Regions from separate parts of the Mus musculus genome. Here regions 1, 2 and 4 are each linked to region 3. The links are chromatin contacts, called in public ChIA-PET and HiChIP or PLAC-seq maps. All regions are on one chromosome and are shown on one strand. Each heading gives the region's core, a stretch centred on a gene start, on an enhancer-like site or on the middle of the called end of the contact. The rest is flanking DNA. Distances are from core to core; before and after follow the strand shown. Region 1 overlaps Cblb (Casitas B-lineage lymphoma b). Region 2 overlaps Cblb (Casitas B-lineage lymphoma b). Region 3 has its middle 180 kb from the start of Gm29686. Region 4 overlaps Cblb (Casitas B-lineage lymphoma b).

The links. ChIA-PET counts read pairs in DNA pulled down with a chosen protein or histone mark. HiChIP or PLAC-seq counts read pairs in DNA pulled down with a chosen protein or histone mark.
Region 1: a BATF HiChIP or PLAC-seq map of CD8 T cells shows a contact between it and region 3, with 7 read pairs. The contact joins two enhancer-like sites. A contact is called at or near these places in 1 of 484 Hi-C or Micro-C datasets (epidermal suprabasal cells) and 2 of 115 datasets of contacts at active chromatin or transcription factors (CD8 T cells and embryonic fibroblasts).
Region 2: an RNA polymerase II ChIA-PET map of memory CD8 T cells shows a contact between it and region 3, with 35 read pairs. The contact joins two enhancer-like sites. A contact is called at or near these places in 1 of 15 datasets of contacts at CTCF or cohesin (pro-B cells), 7 of 484 Hi-C or Micro-C datasets (B cells, the C10 cell line, CD4 T cells and 2 more) and 2 of 115 datasets of contacts at active chromatin or transcription factors (large pre-B cells and memory CD8 T cells).
Region 4: an RNA polymerase II ChIA-PET map of memory CD8 T cells shows a contact between it and region 3, with 38 read pairs. The contact joins two enhancer-like sites. A contact is called at or near these places in 1 of 484 Hi-C or Micro-C datasets (epidermal suprabasal cells) and 2 of 115 datasets of contacts at active chromatin or transcription factors (embryonic fibroblasts and memory CD8 T cells).

What each region holds. Positions count from the first base shown.
Region 1 is chr16:52,127,868-52,130,868 of GRCm38.p6, reverse strand. All of the region lies in intron 4 of Cblb (Casitas B-lineage lymphoma b), which reads right to left. Among named protein-coding and RNA genes, the nearest start is that of Gm23513, 24 kb to the right of the region's middle. Within about 2 kb of position 1,333, at least 46 of the 459 cell types and tissues checked have an H3K27ac peak or open chromatin away from gene starts, as enhancers often do. A contact at or near this core is called in CD8 T cells, where this site is marked.
Region 2 is chr16:52,179,758-52,182,710 of GRCm38.p6, reverse strand. All of the region lies in intron 13 of Cblb (Casitas B-lineage lymphoma b), which reads right to left. Among named protein-coding and RNA genes, the nearest start is that of Gm23513, 76 kb to the right of the region's middle. Within about 2 kb of position 1,305, at least 68 of the 459 cell types and tissues checked have an H3K27ac peak or open chromatin away from gene starts, as enhancers often do. A contact at or near this core is called in CD8 T cells and memory CD8 T cells, where this site is marked.
Region 3 is chr16:51,805,795-51,808,791 of GRCm38.p6, reverse strand. No RefSeq gene overlaps it. Among named protein-coding and RNA genes, the nearest start is that of Gm29686, 180 kb to the left of the region's middle. Within about 2 kb of position 1,266, at least 40 of the 459 cell types and tissues checked have an H3K27ac peak or open chromatin away from gene starts, as enhancers often do. A contact at or near this core is called in CD8 T cells and memory CD8 T cells, where this site is marked.
Region 4 is chr16:52,145,935-52,148,956 of GRCm38.p6, reverse strand. All of the region lies in intron 9 of Cblb (Casitas B-lineage lymphoma b), which reads right to left. Among named protein-coding and RNA genes, the nearest start is that of Gm23513, 42 kb to the right of the region's middle. Within about 2 kb of position 1,431, at least 46 of the 459 cell types and tissues checked have an H3K27ac peak or open chromatin away from gene starts, as enhancers often do. A contact at or near this core is called in memory CD8 T cells, where this site is marked.

The sequences.
Region 1 (3,001 bases), core at 84-2,583, 320 kb before region 3:
CAGGTCATGGATATCTAAATGCATATCAAACAGAGGGCACTAGGGTCCAAGTGTTAGCCACCCTGAACTCTTTATTTGCATGCTGAAGATAGACTAATCATCAATTATCAACCGCCTCCCACCTCCCAGATGCTTTTTGTAGGGGTGAAAACACATGTTCTTTTATGTTTCTTATGAATGCAACTAGAAAGTGTCTTTCATAAGTGTAACCATCTTATAGGATTTGGTTTATTCTCTTCCTACCAATCAATATATCTTATTATATATCATACTGCAACAGTTTCAATAAGCCATGCACTGACATGCTTCAGAATTTTTGAGGACTAGTGAACAGATTTGGGGGAACATCTGTCTCTCCCTTTTAGAACTCAGCCATTCCCAGCCCTTGACCACCCTCCTTCCCAATATGAAAATCTGTAACACCCATCATTTGTTTCTTAGCAACCTTTCCTCCTTTCATCATGCCAAGTTCCTACTCATGAATAGATGGAAGGAAGAAACTATTCATACTTTAAACATTTATATTTCAGTCTTCAAAACAGGACACAAGAGCTATATGCATGTGTGAGAAAGATAGTACATGTTTCAATCTTGAGTTTTTCTTTACCATTGTCTCTGGAGAAACTGAGCAGAAATGAGCGAAAATTTCCTTGGCCTCTCTCAATCCCCATTTTCTCACTAAAGATCACATACAGTTATAACTTGAATATTCTGAATTACTATCATTATCTACAGTAGTAAATTGTTAGCACAGACTATGTCATTTAAAGGGCTTATTGTCACAGAGAATTTGGAACCTAAATTAATCTGTGGGCCTGGGGAGGGGCCAGAGAATGAGCAATTTAAATGAGTTTTTAAATGAGTGTTGATTCTGCTGGTCTCTCAGAGCCACTGATGGGCCATACCTATCACCTGGCAATGACACTAGAGGCACTTAACTATGGAAAGGCCTAACACCACCTCTGGCTTTGAGGGACATACAGAGATATCCCTCGATGATCCAAATGGGGAAAATAGAAAACTGTGCTGATGGACTGCCCAACACAAACCCAAGTGATTACAGAGTGGTGTAGGAAGTAGCCTGAAAACAAAATAGCAAGACAGGCCTGCACGAAAGCTTAGGTGTGAAGCACCATTAAAGAAGAAAGTTAAGATACTTAATACCTCAAAAGTCTTTAATCTATGTATGAAAAAAACAGGAAACCACAGAGAACTGAAGAGAGGCACCACATCAGAGGCCATTTAGGAGAAACACACGTCACACTCTGATTAAGGTTTACAAAAGGTAATGTCATAAAAGCACAAGGAAAGTATTTAGCAATCTTAGGCAGTTATTGATTAATAGACACGTGTAGATATGTAGTTAGGTCAGCTGCATTGCATGACCATGAAAGCGTTGCCTAAGAGGAAAATATTCCTTTCCCAAATTAAAGTTTCCAATACTTAGCAGACACAGAAAACTAAAGTCCTAACTTGCAGAAGGGAAAATGGTGATCAAAGAACTACTAATTTCAGAATGACATAGACACAACTTTTTTCTAGAAAAGCACAATATTATTTTATTTAAAAAGCATAAACTGTAAAGAAACTGGCCAAGTGGAAAAGTTCACTCTTTTGTGTGTGTAAAGTATAAAGTCAAAACAAAATGGTTGTAATAAGCATCTTGATGTTACCCTAAAATCATCATATCCAATATTTAACATTCATGCAGATTATAACCTACTTTGAATATCTCTGACTTTCCAGACGAAAATATATATTTCAGCTACTTCTAAAATTTTCCTCTGCCATACAACTGCAGAGCAATAATTTCCAACATAAAAAGACACATTTCCACACTAGCTGTGTAATGAGATTTGATCATAGTTCATTTGTGATAAACCCTAAGCCCCAAGTACATATTCATTAGAGCCTTAATTAAAGCTGGAAAAGAAGGCTGAGAAACCAGAGCATTATTTGGCTGGTTTATTACACCGGATCATTACTGTATCGTCCCTCCACTTTTGTGGACTCAGCAGATTCCCAGTGTAGGGGGTGGTAGGCCTGGGGGCAGACTAGCTTCATGAGGAAAGAACAGAAGAAAAATGCAAAGATCTCTTTAAAAGAAAGAAAAAAATACAGAGTTTTCGAACTCTTGCACCTTGGGTCTACTTTACAAAGTTGATTATCAATTGTCATAAGATGATGCCAGAGGAGAATATGTTGATGGCGAAATGTTTCACAGGTATCTGTGAACTTGTTTGTCTTGGCAGTGATCAAAGGCAAAGAGGGAGAAGAGAAGCAGAGACAGAGAGAAGCACAAAGTGGCCAACTTGAGCTTTGGTATCTCACAATCCCAGAAAATTTACTTTCTTTCATTTGCCTCCTGTCACTATAAATCACATTAGCTGCAGGCAGAAAACCATCAAAGTACACTCAGAAAGTATTTCATTTTTATAACATATATTTAATTTCTGTGCATATGCACACAAGTGTGTGCATCTGGAGAGTGGGGAGGCATCTGAGGACAAATTGTCATAGTTGATTTTCTCCTTCCATAATGTTGTTCATGGGGATTAAGCTTGTCTGCAGGGTCATCTTACTTGACCAAACACAATGTTCAATATACAAGGCAGGTTAGACAGACCAGTGGGTATCCAGACGATTGCTTCAATAGTATGATCTCAGACTCTTTAAAACCGCAGTAAAGAGAAGAGCTGTGATTCCTTCACAGCTTACCACTGCTCACCTACAATTCAGAAATCTTAAGGATTTACAAAAAGGTAAAGTTGTTTCATATAATGTCCAGAGAAAACACCATGGTAAATAACACTATGCTATCATTCTGTTAGTAGGTGCCATATCTCAATCCTTCTAGACAAAAACAAATATCCTTTGATAAATAAGAAAAGGACACCAATCAGATGCCAGAAAACATAACATAAAGGGGGTCAGTGGGTCAGCAATCAAGAGATGGCTTCGTCATCTAGGCTGTCACCTATGTGAAAGAGAAAGCATGCAT
Region 2 (2,953 bases), core at 56-2,555, 370 kb before region 3:
GAACGAAACGTGTCCACAATTAGAAGCCGATCATGACAGAAATAAATCTTTGAGATGGATTGTTTTTGTAACTCATGATACCTAAGTGTAATACCTAACTGCAACGAATAAAACACTTAGCGGGATACCGTGGTGGATTTGAGCATTTTACTTGATCATTTGGGAAAATATATAAAATAAAATTGAAAAGTACTCTACTTCCTGTGTGGGTTTTAATTTAACCTTTGCTACTGCCCAAGACAACAGTCCAAAAAAAAAAATGTTAAAATGCAACTTGGCCAACAGGTAGAAAGACAGCTAGTTTGCAAGACACTAGAAAAACTCGGATCCAAGCCACTTTAATTATTATAAACTTCACGGAAAATGTTCCCCCCCCCCCAAAAAAAAAAAAAAAACACAAAACAGTGTAATGTTCCAGCACATTCGGCAGAGGGAGCAGGAGCCCTCTGGTACGTGAGGCAGTCGATGCCTATGTGGCTTTTTGTCTTTTTTCTTTTTCCATTTTCATTTCTTCTCACCACAAAGTTTCATTTTCATTTTGTATTCTTCTCTCCGAGAGCTGAGTGTCCCTGTCTGAACTTCTTGGGACTAAAACATTTTTTCAGATTATTTTTTCCCCTCAAATTTTGGAACAGTTGCAGACTTTACCAGTCGTATCCCTCATGTAATCCTCAAAAAAGCTTTGGATTTTGGAGAACTTTCTATAATGATTTCACTTTTGGGTCAGTGTGGCTGAACACCCGTTATAATAGAAAAAAATGTCAGAGGTGTTTTGTATGTGTGTGTGTGTGTGTGTGTGTGTGTGTGTGTGTGTGTGTGTGTGTGTGCATGTATGTGTGTGCTCATATTTAAAGTTTCAACTGTATTCAGAGATCACGGAAAACCTTCCCTTGGGAGTTTTCAAAAGCTTATACTTTTAGTTTGTCTTTGAAGAAGTTTTCAGTATTGATTTTTAAAGCTCTGTTTGTTAAGAGATACTTCAGGATCCAAATGTCAGTTAATGGTAACCTGAAGCTTTGTTGTAGTAGCAGAGGGGTCTCTACACAGCCCAGAACACAGGCTATGAAATTCATAAACAAACAATAGTGTTATAGTCACTCTAGTTGAATCCTAGAAGACACACCTTGCAACTAAAGGTGACAAAAGTAAAGATGTTTCAAAATGATGACTTGATGGTGTTTTAATATGGTTAGGATAGAAATAACTGTATTTTCTTGCAAACACTAAATTCTTGGAGACAGACATCAATCTCACCAACCTCTGCAAAGACCAGGACGTCTCTATAGGCAGAGGAAGTGGGCCCTGCATGTTCCCATCCTCATCCTGCTCTGCTTCCAGTCTCAGTGAACACCATCTCTATACATACCACTTAAGTAAATACTTCAGAGACAAAAGGGACCTTTGACTTAATATTCAATAACTACATCAAGAGGTGGAAGTTCAAATCTGTCTTACAGGTTACTTCAATAATTTAATGATTTCCAAGAAGCACTTCACTCTGAAGGAAGAATACTTGTTTTTAATTTGCATAACATATAGTATGTATTGGGATGTGTGTGCTCATGCCAAGGTATGGATGGAGGTCAAGGACAACTTGTGGCAATCAGTTCTTACTCTCTCCTATCTTGCCGTTCCCAGGGATTCAACTCAGGTGATCAGACCTTGTAGCAAGAAACCATCTTGTCAGTGCAAGAAATAAACAATTAAAAAAAAAAACAAACAAACCACACCTGTTGTGGTTAGCTCTGGATGCTACCCTTCATTGACAGAAGATCTTGCCTGGCTAAATACCACTCACTCTTTTGTTAGTCAGAGAGCATCTGATGTAAATATGAAAGGCAATAATTATCTATCATTTTATCAAAAACTAAGGGTTCAGTTTTAGAAGCTACTAGTTAGACATTTTATTAGGTTGAATGGATCTTGGTGAGTTATAACTAGAAGTTAAGAAAGCTATGTGCCATTTGTATTGAAATATAAAAAATACATCCTGGTATTTTTTTTAAAGATTTATTTATTGATTATATTTAAGTACACTGCAGCCATCTTCAGACACTCCAGAAGAGGGAGTCAGATCTCGTTACGGATGGTTGTGAGCCACCATGTGGTTGCTGGGATTTGAACTCTGGACCTTTGGAAGAGCAGTCGGGTGCTCTTACCCACTGAGCCATCTCACCAGCCCATCCTGGTATTTTCTACTTATCATTTTAATAAAGTCTTGTAAGAAAGTTCACTATTTTCTCTTAGGTTAATGTTTTAATATTTATTAAAATTTTATCATAAAGAACTTGTAAATAAAAAAGTCAGAGAGATCAAGCTGACCCAAAGTCTATGCATTGTATCCAAACTTTTGTATAGCCTATGAGTCAACAGGTGTCAGCATAACTAGACACAGAGTCACTGTCTGTGTGTATGTTATCTAGATGGTGGACTTAGGGACATGGAGACTCAGTCAGTCACTGGTATATCTTAAGGGAAAGATATTATTTTCATTGTGTTCCTCCAGGGTCCCGGAGGAACAAAGTAGGACAGCTATCTGGCTGGCTCCAAAGGAAAGATACCAAGCCATTTGCATCCATTTACACACATTTACACTGTTATATGACTCCACATTCCTGCTACCTCTTCCATTCTGCTGCTGTTCCTGAGTCATAGCACAGGAGGTACATTTTTCCAGGTTGCAAAACCATTATCCCCTTAACTTGAAACTCATCTGAGCCTTCCTATCCTCATGGTGACTCACTGGCTTGAGTGTGCAGGCACATTCGCCATGTTGAGAAAGAGGTCTATTTCCATCACGGTGATACTTTCTGAGGCCACCTTTCAAAGCTGAAGGTTCACAAACATATTCCTCCCAAGAACTGCCTACTCCCAGAATAACCACAGGGCAGACTGACTGCACATGCCATTACCATTTACTTTGATAATGGACCTCAAATATCACCCTCTTCAA
Region 3 (2,997 bases), core at 17-2,516:
TGTCTAAAAGAAATTCAGGGATAAAGACTGATCAGAAAACGAAGGAATGGCCAATCTGTGAGACCCATCCCATGGGTAGTCACAAATCTCTCACACTATTAATGAGGCTATGTTGTATGTACAGACAGGAGCCTAGTGTAGCAGCCCTCTCAGAGGCTCTACCCAGCAGCGGACTGAGACTGATGCAGACAATCACAGACAAACATTTGATGGAGGTTGGGGACCCTGATAGAAGACCTAGGGGAAGGACTTAGGGCCAGCAAGGAGAAGGCAACCCCACAAGAAGACCAACAGTGTCAACTAACCTGGACCTCTAGGAGCTCCCAGAAACTGAGGTACCAACAAAAGAGCATACATTGGATGGTCAGAGGCCCCTGACACATGTGTAGCAGAGGGCTGCCTTGTATGGCTTCAGTGGGAGCGGATATGCCTAATCCTGCAGAGACGTCATGCACCAAGGTGGGGGGATATGTGGGAGGGCTGCCCTCTCAGAGTGGAAGGGGGGTCGGGGAAAAACTCTGCAGGGGGCGGCAGGGACAGCATTTGGGATGTAATTAATTAATTAATTAATTAAAAATTAAATCTTATCATTGCAGAAAAATAAATGGGAGTGAAGAACAGTGTGTTGCTATGTTTAAAAACCTCTATCTGTAATTCTAATCTGTCAAAATTTTCCTTTTTTTGAGACCAATGAGTAATTTTAAAAAATAACCAAATTATTATTATTTCCTACTATCATATATGTACATTTCTTTTCATTCCATGGCTTATAATTCATGGCCTATTGCAATGACACCTTCAGAGCTGGAACATAAAGACAACAGTGTGAGTTTGACTCTGATACCTTAGAACAGTGACCTTCGGTACTGTAGGGACCTCGGTTTGGAGGAGGATGAGCTTGGAAACATTAGTAACAGCAAATCATCTTCAAATGGATTCTAAGGCAACTGAAGTGTACAGGGCTCCCCCACCATCCCCACACCTTTTTCCGAACTTCAACCTGATAATCAGTTCCACTGACGATGTTTCGGGGTAGCATAATTTCTTCCCCGTGCCCTATGTCGTGAGGATGCTTAGCCACCCAATCAAAACATTTTATTAAAAGGAAATATTCTCTAAACCAGCTAATATAAATCGACTCCACCGTTTATACTCAGGCTTAAAATTCCTAGAAACATCCGGTCTTCGAGCAGACAGGATATTCAATTCTCACCTGTTTCCTGTTTGTGGTTTGACCTACCTTTACTTTCGTATTCAGACTCCTAGGCTCTTCTGTATCTTGCTACATGAGCTGAGCCCTAGAAACTTCTGACGTCCTCTCAGCTGCATCCAGTTCTTCTTTCTGTTGACCTCAGTCACTGTTTTTCAGATTCATATTCCTTCCTTCACCAAGGTTCACCCACAATGGCTGAACACCTATGCCACATCTACATCTGAAATATCTTTGTTTACCAACTTTCTAAGTCACCAGTGAGCACAGCGAGACTTCATTGTCTCAAGTGTCTGTCATCTTGTTTCTAATGTTCCCATGGGCTGTTCTTTGGGGCAGAGACAATCTGTCCTTCAACATTCCAGCTTCAGAATGTACTTGCACATCTATTTAACCTTATGGAATTTGAAAGATTAGCATTCTCTTTGGTAGAGTTTCAAAAGAAAGAAACATAGTAGTATCAAGATCAGTCTGCTATGGACAGGAAAAACATTTGAAATTCCCAGGAATACAGAATATGCGTTTGAAGATTCAAAAAGCAACAGCAGTGGTTCTCAACCTGTGGGGCATGACCCTGTTGGGTATCCACCAAACCTTTCACAGGGGTTGTATGTCAGGAATCCTGCATATCAGACATTTACATTAGGACTCATAACAGTAAAAACTTAGTTATGAAGTAGCGATGAAAGTAATTTTATGGTTGTGGGTCACCACAACATGAAGCATTGCGTTAAAGGGTTGGAGCCATGGTTGAGAGGATTAAGAACCAATGATCTACAGGACCACACCCTCACAGAGAATCTACAAGTTGTGTTTTACACCTTCAGCAGGTAGCTTTCTCTTGCATCTTCTGAAACTCCCTTGCAATATATTTATCCTCAAAACGTAACATGCAGCTCATGGTTCTGGCTGGATTTCTCTATTAATTCCCTTTAACTTGTTCAATGTGTGGATTGTTCCAGAAGACAGAAAAATGGATATCAGCATTCAGGAAGGTAGAGGCAGACAGGTGTCTGTGTAGTTGAGGCTAGAATGGTATATAGTCCCAGGCCAGTAACAGCTACATAATGAGACTTTGTCTTAAAAAGCAATGGAGGGGCATGCCAGGGCAGGAAGGCAAGGGTTGGGGAACACCCTTATAGAGGCAGGAGGATTGGGGAAGGAATAGAGGGTTTCCAGAGGGGAGAGTCAGAAAGGGGATAACATTTGAAACGTAAATAAAGATAATATCTAATAAAAGAAAAAAAAAAGCAATGGGGAAAGATGTGTGTGTGTGTGGGTGTGTGTTTTGTAAAAAATGCAGACTGTGTTCTCTTGCTGAGGTAACTCGATAATTTATTGGGGAATGTTACCATAAATAACGTTTTATAGTTTTAGAATGCCTTTAGCGTAAAAAATTTGATATATTTTATAATGTCTTGCTTTTATTGCAAAATGAAAATTCTCAGCATTGTGTATATTAAATACACATTTGCCTTCACCTCCTAGTTCCCCTGCCTCCTATTTGCCAAGAGTGTTATTCTTTGTTCTCTGGCTTCCTCTGGAATATGAGGTATATGTATCTACATCTACAGCAGGGCTGCTTAGTCTTGGATGTTGATCCAGTCAAATCAGCTTATATCCTAGGCTTTTCAGATGTGCCTTTCCTGGTAGCTATTAAGAAGGAAAAAGCTTACAAAACTCTCCACTTAGTCATTGAAGTAGTGGCTATTTTCAGAAATGAAAATCAACCTTACTATCATGAATTTTATTTTCACAAAAGACCACAAAGAGAGATCTCTGATTTA
Region 4 (3,022 bases), core at 182-2,681, 340 kb before region 3:
ACACACAGACACACACACAGACACACACACCATGACACATTGTCTCTTAAACGTCTTAAGATAAGCGTTACACATGTAATTTATTTGCTTTCTGAATTATTAGTGAAGCGCTGTGACTAACAGCAACTCGCTTAGATGGCTTAGGCAGCAGTGATGGCTCTGAGGTTAAGAACATTTATTGCTCTTGCAGAAAACCAGGGTTCAGTTCTTAGCACCCACATGGTGGTTCACATTACCTGTAACTCTAGTTCTATGGGACCCAATGCCATTCTCTGGTTTCCACAGATACAGCTGTGACACACAGACAACACACAGGCACAACATTCATACACATCAAATAAAAATAAGTCTTCAAAAAGAACAGCCCACAGTAGAGTGTTGGTGTCAACTAATACTGTTCCCAAATTGTCCATTTCAGTTCTCAAATACACTGTGGTGCTGTGAGAATCCGTCTACTGAGTTAGTTAGCAGACTTAGGCTAACTTAGACTTGTTCTCCGGGAGTTTATTTTTGCTGCAGTGGGTGAGGTGGTTCCACAGGTACAGGCCCTTTCCTTCAAGCCCGCAGACTGGAACAGACAGTTGGATGCAGATAAGTGGCACCTGTCTGCAATCCCACCACTCCTGTGGACAAAATGGGAGGTGGAGACAGGAGACTGGCCAGGAATCTGAGGCCTGCTAGACTGGGCACAAATAAGAGGGTCGGTGCCTCAGCAAGGTGTAGGGAGAGGCCAGCCTCTTCAAAGGCTTCTCTGATTTACACCTCACCGTCAACCCGCCCTCCTCTCAGGCCTGGGTACTCCTCACGCCTGCTCCATTGCACTAGCTCACCAAGACTCCCAACTCCTTCAGTCCCCCTCTGAGAAAGAGACGCTCCAGTCTGTTCTATCACACTAACCCAGAAAAGAGACAGTAGAAGGCAAAGAGAGAAATGTACGTTTGAAACGGTCTTAAAAGCAAATATTGTTTTAGTTTTCGTTAAAAAGTTTCTAGAAGGTTAGACATGCGAATGTTGCTTTTAAAATAAGCCAGAATCATATCTGTTTCTCACTGAGACATACGCAGTGAGCTAGATTTTTGCCTCTCCACAGTGCTCTATTTGATCGTACGGCATTAACGCCACACTCATATTTGAATGCACTCACTGTTTTCTTACAACACTTTGGACACAGAAAAGTCTTTCCTGCAAACGTGTCTGAAGAAAAGTCTAGGGGAAAAGCCACAGAAGTTAAGTTTCCATTTCATAAAACTAGGGTTGTTGGCAGAATTCAAAGTATAGCTGCGTGGCATTGACAGTGATGGCCTTTTTTATGTGAGACATTCAAAGTTTGCTGCCTGCGTCATCTGGAAGCGCAGACGTGGTTTAGCAGAACTGCTTGTTTGCCTCTGTTTTGTCAAGAGAGACGCAGCTCCTTACCTTACCCTGTGTGCAGTGCCGCTGCTGGGTTACTGCAGTGCTTTACAGACTGTGTACACAGGAAGAAGATGCTCTCGGGACTCTGCATGGAGATGTTTTCTCTGCCTCTTAGTGACAGGTGAAAGTGAGAGGGGTGCCCGCGAGCTTTACTGATCAAGAGTGAAACAGAGAAGCCGCACCCAGAGAAACTCAGCTTCAAATGCTCCACAAAGCATATTATTTAACTTACTTGGTATTCTGGGCAAACTCTTCCGTGGTTATTCAATTTATTAAATAACACAGATGTTTCAGAAAATGAAAAAAAAAATCTGACACCTCTTTGGAGGCATGACTAATAGGCCATTATGACAGCAATTAAGGAGCACCCACTGACAGACTGTAACAGCAACCACTACTGTGCCTTTGTTAGGTTTGCTGTTAATTACATCAAATTTAAGTCCCCAATGAATTGGAGTTAAACTAAAACAGGGCATCAAATGAAAGACAATTTTAGTGAAGAACAACTTGCTAAAAATGCACTTTCTTGAACACATTATAATTTGTAGTCCAGGTTCAGTGTTCCCTGTTGGATGCTGACAGATACATCCTAACTCCTTGGGAGGCATGCATTTCCCTAAAAGCATTTTCATATCAGCACACCTAACCAAAGAACTGTAAAGGTAGAGGAAACGGTTTCATGTCCCTAATTAAAGCTGCAGGAGAAGCAGATACTCGTTTCAGGTAATTACTGGTAGTAATCCCATCTATAAAACTTCTAGCAGTGAGTTTAAAGTAGAAACTACGTCTGAACTTCCTTTCTGCTCAGAGATTGCTATAGAGACACGAGCTGCTCAAGAGATCCTCCTTAAAATAAAAGTCAAAGCAACAGGCTTGACTTCTCGGGAAGCAAATGTTGACGTGCCCAGGTTTGTTCCTATCAAAGGGTGTTGTTCAACGATAGATTTGTGCTGTGCATGATTGACCTTAAAAGCTTAACTTTTTATAAGGCTGTAACAGTGGAAAATCCCGTGAAGTAAAACTAACAGCTTTAAAGAAAAAAGGAAAAAAAAAAAAAAAGACCCTGTACTGTATCATTTTGGAACACGGGCAAAGTAAAAACACAGAGACATCTGTTACAACCTGCCTTTCTTTCAGCCCAGAGCTCCGAAACTCAGAAATCTTCCAGTAAATCTGTAAGTTTAGATTCAAGGTTTGACAATATATTACAGAAGGAAAGAAATGTTCTATAGATGTGCTCTGCTCAGGCACACACCATCAGTTAAATCCAGTGAGCCTCAAACTGACACTCCCAACAGGGGCTTGTTACTGAACGTTTTTTCACTATGTTTTAATTGAATTAAATTTGTAACACTTGCTCTTAATAAAGGAAACTTTTTTAATAACATGTCTAAAAGATCACACAATATTGCTGCTCATGCACTAACTGGAAGGCTTTGAACACTGATAACCTAGTCAGCAGGGCATATTGAGTGATACCTGTATGTGGATGTAGGAATGCCCCTTACCCCGTAGTAGACACCTTTACTGATTATCGAGTTTTCACTAGTGATACCCCACTGAGATGCAGTGATTCCAGACTGCCACTTTAGGAATTTCAAGCCATGTC